Linked DNA regions of Delphinus delphis: regions 2 and 3 are each linked to region 1. The links are chromatin contacts, called in public Hi-C maps. All regions are on one chromosome and are shown on one strand. The core of a region is the stretch at or near the end of the contact, and the rest is flanking DNA. Distances in the headings are between cores, read along the strand shown. Region 1 holds the start of UBE2S (ubiquitin conjugating enzyme E2 S). Region 2 holds the start of PPP1R12C (protein phosphatase 1 regulatory subunit 12C). Region 3 holds the start of DNAAF3 (dynein axonemal assembly factor 3).

Region 1 (2,958 bases), core at 253-2,752:
CTTATAAAAATTCAACTAATAACTTAAATGTAGTGCACGTGAAACAACCTGCTAAGCCACTATGCAAGATCAAACGGTCCCCTGTAGTTATTTGGTTATTACTGTTATCTCCCTGAAAGCCTGCATTTGTTCTCTGCTTGGTCCCCAGAGAGCCTAACACTGGCGGCAGGAAGGAGTTTGAGATGATCCAGCCTCCCCTCCAGGCCTTTGCTGACACTTCTCCCCACCTGGCATCCTCTTCCCAATCCCACTTAATTCCTACCCATACTTCAGGATGGAGGAAACACCCAAACCCAGGTAAGGCCCCATTATATGCTCTCCTGGCCCCCAGAATTTTTCTCACAACACTTACGGGGAAAGTATATACAATTACTTGTCATTTCTAGTGTCCTGCCCTGCATACTGTGAGCACCATGTGTAACAGGTGTGCCTGTCATGTCTACCCTTGCGTCCTCAGGGTCTGGCAGTCCACCTTACAGTGGGAGCCTCCTATCCTTGCTCTAAGATTGACGGAGATCTAGGAAGTGCACCCCTCCCTCTCATTCCCACACTCACCAGGGCCCTCGATGGTGACCTGCAGGTCAGTGAGGTCCTCCTCATTGGGAAAGACCTTGATACCATCAGGTGGGTCAGCTGTCAGTGTCGTCACCTCCTTGTACACCAGGCGGATGATATGGGGGGGCAGGTTCTCCACGTTGGAGTTCTAGGTATGGAGACAAGGGGGTGAGCCACGGGCAGAGCCAGGGCCTGGTGCCTCCTGCAGGATCTAGGATGCAGTGGCACCCTAGTCTTACTCCTGCAGTCCCAGGCTGTCAATCACCCCGAGCTCCCAGAACCCCCAACCCAGGATGCTTCAGGCGACCGCCCCAAGCTGATCTCCCACTAGAAATAGGGCGGATTGCCGAGGGCTTGCGGATGACTCCACCTTCCCCAGAAGACCCCAAAGCCCGCTCGTAGCTCCGCAAGGTCCCCGAATGATTCCGGGCAGGCCCGAGGCCTATGCCGGTCCCCCTTCCCCACCTAATCTTGGTTAAGACCACCCTGGAAACCCCAACTCGAGCCTGGAGACGGTGGCGGAGCGTCGTTGTTCCCGAAACACCCACGGGCGGGCCAAAAAGCCCGGAGCTCGGCCGGGCCCTCCCCTCCCGCCCCGCCCCGCCTACAGGAAGGCCCCCGGGCCCATCTCAGGCCCGGGATACCCAGGTGGGCCCTCCAATCCCCCAAGCCGCCCGCGAGAGGCTCCTGAGACCCCGCCTCCTCCTCTGGGGGGGGAGGCCCAACCACCCCTCCCGGGCCTGGACGCCTAGCTCACCATGACTGCTGCCGGCCGGGGGCGGGTCCCCCCGGCCCCCTTCCTGCGCTCTCCGGCCGCCGGCCGGGGCGGGGGGCCCAACTGCTGCCGCTGCGGCCCTAGCGAGGCCCCGGCGGCCCCGCTCTGCTCCCCGCTGCCTCCGACGCCCGCCGCGAACCGCACCGCACCTCCACCCGCCCCCAGTGCCCGGCCGCACTAAGCCTGTCGCGCGCGCACCGCCGCCCTTTTATATCCGCCCACAGGCCGCGCCCCCTCGCGGGCCCCTCTCGCCGTGCCTCGACCCGTGACGTCAGCGCGCACGGCCCTCGGCGTTCGACGAGCTCGCTCCCTTCCAGCAAGCTGCAGGCCGAAGTTGGGGAGGGGGCGCTCGGCGGGCCGGCCAATGGGGGTACGCGGTGGTCGGGGAGGGATCCGGGAGGATGGAGTGGCGGAGAAAGGGAAGTAGAGCGGGAGAGGACGTGAAGGGCGACGCGACCGCTGATTGGTCCATTTGAATGAGACGCTGGCGCACGCGCGTGCCCCGACGCCCAGGAGATCACTCACGCGACTAACGGTCGGCCGTGGAGCCTGGGCAGGGCGAAGGGAGGTGGGACTCTGGCGGTTTAAAAGGACGATAGAAGGCGCGCCGGCCAATAGGGGCGCGCAGTCGTGGAGTGGCGTCACGAGACGCGCGCGGGCCAATCCTTGACGGAGAAGGCAGCACGGGGGTTGGGGGGGCGAGGGAAATGGAGAGCGACCAATGGGAGCCTTGCCTAGCGCGGACCCAGGCGCTTGCAGCCAATGAGGTTCGTTGATTTTTGTGTATGCAAATGAGTGTGCGCGGATGCCCGCGCCCCTTCCTCAGCCGGGAGTGGGGGTGGGCGCTGGGAATCGTTGTACGTTTTTCTCCGAGGCGCCATTTTGTGCTGAGAATGACCTGTGACCTGCGTGGTGTGTCAACCGGGCGCTGAAGGCTTAGACGCCTGGCCGTCCAGTGTGTGACCTCTGGCCCCAGCCAGGCTTCAGTCTCCTCCTGTGAGGACTGTGCCCGAGAAAGAAGGAAGAGCCCCCAGGCCTTGTTGAGGGCCTGGCCCTGCCTGTGACTGACAGCGGTCTCCTGCCAGCCAGGCCTCGCCGGGTCTCCCTTTCCCTGTCCTGTGAACCGGCGCAGAGCGCCCCGGGCGGCCCAGTGTCGGCGCCCTGAGAGCGGGAGGCCCGGGAGCTGACCCGCTTCCTCGGCTCCTGTGCGGTGCGGCCGCGGCGCCCCCGTCAGGCCCTCTCTGCCCTGGTCCCGAAAAGACTCCTCAGGGGGCCCCAGCCTCTGGAACAGGGGCCAGGAACGTGCAGAGACGCCCACCGCCGTAGCCATGACTAGTTTGTGGCGGATTGGCCGCACGCGGGCATCCCACGCGCCTCGCCTTGGGTGTTATCCCACCGGGTGCAGAGGAGTGCGGCCCAGTTAACACCGAAGAACCCTGAAGGAAGAGAGGGGTCAAGTGACTTGCCCAGGGCCCCCCCTGCCCCCACTTGGGACATGGCGTAGGTGGTGGTCAGACTGAGCTGTATCTCAGAAGTCCACTCAACAGACGTAACTGATGATGGTCACGAGAGTGGTGGTGATCGATCCGGTGCTCGCTGGGTTTCTTTGCATGCTTCATCTCATTGAA
Region 2 (2,958 bases), core at 170-2,669, 200 kb before region 1:
TCCACTGCAGGGGGCATGGGTTCGATTCCTGGTCAGGGAACTGAGATCCCACGTGCTGCGAGCCACGGCCAAAAAAACAATACAGAGCCTTGAAGGCAGGGGCTCAGGAAAAAGCATCCTTAGACAGCAACAGATGGCACAGACCAAGGATGAAAGAAGTGGCGTGGAAGGCCCTGGGCCTAGCCAAAGAGGTGGCCCAGCCCAGAGACCAAGGGGGGAAGCAGCACAGGCCCAAGAAAGAGGAGGAGGATGCTCCAGGAAAGTGATACCTGCCTGGAAGGGGGAAACTGTGGGCAGCGGTAGAGCTGTAAGTGTCACCGACTCAGGAAAGAGGTCCAGCATTAGATGACAAAGTAGAGGTGGAACCAGTGGAGGTGGCACAGGCGAGACTAGTAAAGAGAGCTCAAGGTCGGGAAAGAGCAGCGCGAAGTGACGAGACTAGGAGGGACTGGACTGAGGCCGTCAACAATGGCTCGGGTCCAGGGAGAGGGCGGCGCAGGGTGGCAAAGACCAGGGTCAGTTCAAGTGTCTCAGGGTCGGAAGAAGGGAGCTCGAGGTGGGTGGGCGGAAAAGAGGGCCAGCACGGGATGGCAGGGACCGGAGCAGCAACAACGGCGCAGACCAGGACTAGCAACGGTGACTTCGGACAGGGGAGGGAGGGTGCTCGAGGTGGCGCAGACCCAGGGCGATTCAGGTCCCCGGGACGGCCCCGGGCGGGGGCGCTGACCTGGTGCAGGGCGCTGATGCCGTCGGCGTTGGTGGAGTCCAGCACTGCGCGGGCGGGCGGCGGGGCAGCAGGGTCGAGCTCGGCGCCCGGGCCGGGGTCGGCCGCGCGTAGCATCAGGCGCGCCTCGTCCAGATCGCCGCCCGCGCAGGCCGCCAGGAACTCGGCGGCGCGCTCGAAGCGCACGGTGCGGGCGCGCCGCTCCCCGGGGCCCGGTTCGGCGCCCGCCCGCGCCCCCCACTGCCGCAGCTGCTCCCGCCGCCGCTCGCGGGCCGCTGCCGCCGCCGCCCCGGAGCCCGCCCCCGGGCCATCCTCGCCCGACATCGCACCGCCAGCCCGTGAGCGAACGAGCGAGCGAGCGAGCGCCGAGCTCCGAGCCCTGAGCTGCCGCCGCCCGCCCACGAGCCGCCGGGATCTACCGCCCGCCCAGCACCGTCCCGCGCCGCCCCGCGCCGCCCAAGTATCCACTGGCCCCCGCCCGGCGCGTGACGTCACCCCGCCGTCCCGGGGCGCTCTGGGAAATGGAGTCCTCAGCCGGGAGAGGCGAATGGCAACCGCCTCACGGAAGGCTGCGGGGAGCTCTGGGAAATGGAGTCCATAAGCGGAACTTGCTCTTGGCAACGCTCCGGCCTCGATCGGCCCCGAGGCACACTGGGAAGTTCGCAGCTCCGAGGTGTCGAAAGGAAACATGATTGAGAGGATTCTCCTGCGAGTGCTGGGAAATGGAGTCTAAAGGTTACAGGTGTGCCCCCCAGGGCATGCTGCGAAATGTAGTTCACAGCATCAAAAGGACGAAGAACTGTCCCCTGGGGACCTAGTAGGAAATGGACTTGACAGCCCGGGAGTCCTAGAAGGACTAAAAGTCCTAAAAGTCTGCTCGCTTCATCTAGAAATAAGCCCCAGGAGGACAGGAATTTTTGTCTTCCGTGTGCACTACTTGCTCCCAGTGCCAAGACCTGAGCCTAATAAAACGCGATCGGAAATAGTATTTTGGATGAATGAATGAATGGATTACCTAGGTCGTGGGAAACGTCAGGACACTACGGGAAATTTAGTCCGCAACCCTTAGACCAAGACAATCCCTGGGTGACCTCCCGGGGCATGCTGGGAAGTAAAGATTGCGGTACAAAGGTCACGGCGATCGGCCGCTGGGCACGCTGGGAAACGTAGTCCTCGGGGCCACGCCCCTAAAGGCACAGTTGGTCCTAGGCAGAGTCCCAAAGCACCCCAAGTCCCTGATAGAACCCCTGGGTCACATCGGGAAAGGAACCGAAGAGACGGGGTCCACAATGACAGCTCCCCCAGAGCCTTCACTGGTCCTCCCCGCTACTGACTGTCTCCTTGGGACGTGGAGCACGCTGGGAAATGTAGTCCGGGCTCTACATCCTCGCAAGCCATGCTGGGATTTGTAGTCCAGGGCGAGGAGATCGAACAGATGTGGAGAGTGAATTGCCTCATACATAGCACCATAAAGCATGAAATAATCCTTATGTTAAGCACTCTGCACTTAAATCCTCATTGGGAAAGAGGCAGGCACTTTTAGACCGGAACAAAGACCCATAAAAAGCGCAAACGTTTCAGCATAACGGCGCTGAAATCCAAACAGAAGCAAGATTCTTTTTTCCCAAGGGATGTCAGAGCAGCCCTACCCACTCTGAAGTCCCTGGGCTTGTGCAAAAATAATAATAATTATAATTATAATAAACTACAAATCCCGTGAGGCCTGGAGACCGTCGGGATGGACACAAAGGGGATAGCAGTCCCGGAGCCAGAAATCATATTGTGACCCATCTGTGACCTCACAGACGACGCAGAACAGAAAGGCGGGTGGCATCCCGGTTCCCAATGGCAGGTTTTTTTTGTTTGTTTGTTTTTGTTGTTTTTTCCGATGGCAGTTTTTTTTTTTTTTTTTAGGTTTATCCACTTTTGGCTTTCTGTTTTTGTTTTGTTTTGTTTTCAAGAGCCACAGTGCCTTTATTTAAGCATTTTTAAAAATTGAAGTACAGTTAATTTACAATGTTGTGTTAGTTTCAGGTGTACAGCAAAGTGACTCAGTTATTTTATATATATATATATTATTATTATTATTAAGATTCTTTTCTCCTATAGGTTATTACAATTGTTTTTTAGGCTACGCCCTGCAGCTTGTGGGATCTTAGTTCTCCAACCAGGGATCGAACCCAGGCCCCCGGCAGTGAAATCCTAACCACTGAACCACCCTATTACAAATTATT
Region 3 (2,958 bases), core at 184-2,683, 170 kb before region 1:
GCACAGTTCTGAGAGTTTTATGTGGCTTTTCTCCTGGAATTCCCTAAATGATTCTAGGAAGTATTATCTTTTATCCCCATTTCAAAGGTGGGAAAAGCTGAGGCTCTAAGGCTACCAAACAAGTGAGCAAGTGATGAAATACGGAACAATGTCCAAAATGTTTAACCGCACCCTTGAAATGCCAGAATTCCTGCAGGGAGGGGGAAGGAGCTGGGGGCCAGATTGCCGGGTATTTGCTGACCTTGCAACCCCATCTTCTCAGGATCCTCCAGGGCTAGGCTGAAAATCAGCATGTGTCGGGCTACAGCTTCCATATTATTCTCCAGCACATAAAACTGGAAGGATGGACAGGGAAAAATGATTGTGAGACCTGTGTTCCTGGCCCCTAGGAGACCCTGGAGCGAGAAACCTCAGCCCCCTCCTTCCACAGGACCCAGGAGACCTGTACACCAGCCCCACTCCTTTAAACACAGGAGTGTGGGCACTCAGAACCCTCCTCCCCATCACTACTCAGGAGACTTGATCCTTAGGCTCTTCCTCTCGCTTCAACCCAGGAGTCCCGAACACCAGCCCCTTCCCTCCTCAGGACCTAGGAGTCTGGGTCCCCAGCTCCCTCCTCCCTCAAGGACTCAGGAATCTGTGCTCTTATCTTCATCCTCCTCCTTCCAGGACCCCATAATCCCAGCTTACACGGAACCTCCTTCGAGGCCAGAGAGCCGCCCGGGTCAGGGTCCGTAGCAGGTGTCGCCCATCCACGGAGCCCAACAGCAGCACATTTAGCTCGGGGGTCCCGTGCTCTGTATCGGCCTGTGAGTCTGGGTCCACAGGAGGACCTGACAAGACGACAGCGGGCTGGGGTTGGTGGCCTGGAGAACGCCCCCTGCAGCCACCCCCCAGCACGATGAACTACAACTCCCAGCAGGACTTGCACCCCTGGCCTTGTTTTTTTGGTTTTTTTTGCGGTACGCGGGCTTCTCACTGTTGTGGCCTCTCCCGTTGCGGAGCACAGGCTCCGGACGCGCAGGCTCAGCGGCCATGGCTCACGGGACCAGCCGCTCCGCGGCATGTGGGATCCTCCCGGACCGGGGCACGAAGCCGTGTGCCCTGCATCGGCAGGCGGACTCTCAACCACTGCGCCACGAGGAAAGCCCTGGCCTTGGTTTTAAAAGGAGCTGTGCCTCTAAGCATTCTGGGACTCGTAGTTCGCAGAGGTATCTAGGCTGTCCACTGGAGGGCGCCCCCCGCCCTTGGACCCTCAGAGAACGTTAGCGCCAGAACGTTAGTGTCTGCCAGGCTGTGAAAGTAGCCGCTGTGTCGGATGATTTGTAGTCCTGTGTGGGCGACTCACTCTCAGCCTGCAGGTCAACCGCCGGGGACAGGCCCCACCAGGACACAGAGCCGAAGCCAGTGCCCGAGCCCGCTGGTGTGGTCATCTCCCTGCGGGACAAACAACCCGGGAATCCCCAAATATCGTGTCTGCATTGCACACCCATTCCCCTCTCACCTCCGCTGACTTCTCGCCCCTTTCACAGCCCCCTCACCTTTATCCTTCTAAATAACCCGAGACGTCCCCTCCCTCCCCTCTCGGTGCGGCGCTGGGATCCGAAGGCCCCTACACAACTGCTGCCCATAGTCCCCGCCCTTTTCAATCAGTCGGCCAATAGGAGTGTGCGGGCTGGCACCACCGCCATAAACTGACCAATGAGAGCGAGGGAGACCTGCCCGTTGCAAACTTTTAGCCAATGGGAGCGCTAAGGGTTTGTGGGAGCGGTGGGCGAGAGGACGCGGTTGTCATGACGACGGCGCTGAAGGGGAAGGGGCGGGGCCGGAAGAGGCTGGGGCGGAGCTGGGGGCGATCCAAATTTCTGGAAGCTGGAGGCCTGGGCCGATTCAAATTTAGAACGGAACAGAATCTTGATCAACCCAAATTAAACTGAGGTGGCTTAGACCATAAACTATAGACCTCTGTGGCCCCATTTCCCCTCACACCCTGGCTCTATCACACAGGGCTTCTCTCCAGGTGAGAAAAACACAGCGAAGTACTGAGGCCAGCTAGCACTGGCTCCGGTTGCTACATTTTCAGGAATTTTATGACCTGGTTTTACACACAATCATTACTAAAAATTAAACTTTTTACTAAAAATTAAATTCCAATAAAATACATTAAAATAAAAGTAATCATACTCAAAACTCATCACTTCCTACTTTATTATATTTTACAATTATTGATGGTCTTAAGGTTATTTACAGCTATTGTACCTGTAAGAAGGAAATGCTATTTTCATGCGATAGTTTAAAAAATGAAGTTGGCAAACTAGGACCATGGGCTGTCTATTTTTGTAAATAAAGTTTTATTAGAACAAGGGCCAGGATTAGGATAAGGCAGAGAGGTCCAAGTGAAGGGTCAGATCCTGTCTTTAAATTTTTAAAAAAAATTGCATTAAAATACTTTCTATCTTGATTACCGGGTGTGTTGGTTTTGGTGAGTTTGTTTTTGTTTTGGCTTTGCCTTAAATTTTGGGACCCTTGTTCTACTCTGGGAAATACTATAGGATGGTGTGGTAGTAGGCATCTCTTCTCAACTCTATATTCAGACTTCACATCGGTGGCTTGAAATCAGCCACAGTGACAGTATTTACACCATGGAAGGGGGCAAGCTACACAACAGGGCTTCAGAGAGATGGTAACAGCACACCTCAGGAACCACACCAAGTTCTCTGTTGTCTCCAGGTCTATATGGCTTGTGTTGTTGTTTATTTATTATTTATTTATTTATTTACTTGGCTGAGCCAGGTCTTAGTTGTGGCACGCAGGATCGTTTTTTTTTTTTTTTTTAGTTGCAGCACATGGCATCTTTTAGTTGCGGCATGTGAGATCTAGTTCCCTGACCAGGGATCGAACCTGGGCACCCTGCCTTGGGAGCATTGGGAGTGTGGAGTCTTAGCTACTGAACCACCA

The links. A called contact is a pair of places that touch in the nucleus more often than the background predicts.
Region 2: a contact with region 1 is called in a Hi-C map of lung, with 2.1 times the contacts expected there. The contact joins the promoter of PPP1R12C here to the promoter of UBE2S in region 1. A contact is called at or near these places in 2 of 3 Hi-C or Micro-C datasets (lung and muscle).
Region 3: a Hi-C map of lung shows a contact between it and region 1, with 2.6 times the contacts expected there. The contact joins the promoter of DNAAF3 here to the promoter of UBE2S in region 1. A contact is called at or near these places in 2 of 3 Hi-C or Micro-C datasets (lung and muscle).

The regions. Positions count from the first base shown.
Region 1 is chr20:3,195,237-3,198,194 of mDelDel1.2, reverse strand. It overlaps UBE2S (ubiquitin conjugating enzyme E2 S), which reads right to left and starts at 1,502. Exons shown (of 4, transcript XM_060000131.1): 1 at 1,313-1,502; 2 at 556-703. The coding sequence starts at 1,315. ZNF628 (zinc finger protein 628) reads left to right here. Exons shown (of 3, transcript XM_060000122.1): 1 at 1-297.
Region 2 is chr20:3,393,375-3,396,332 of mDelDel1.2, reverse strand. It overlaps PPP1R12C (protein phosphatase 1 regulatory subunit 12C), which reads right to left and starts at 1,419. Exons shown (of 22, transcript XM_060000715.1): 1 at 728-1,419. The coding sequence starts at 1,414.
Region 3 is chr20:3,366,629-3,369,586 of mDelDel1.2, reverse strand. DNAAF3 (dynein axonemal assembly factor 3) reads right to left here and starts at 1,433. Exons shown (of 11, transcript XM_060000999.1): 1 at 1,349-1,433; 2 at 691-833; 3 at 242-335. The coding sequence starts at 1,433.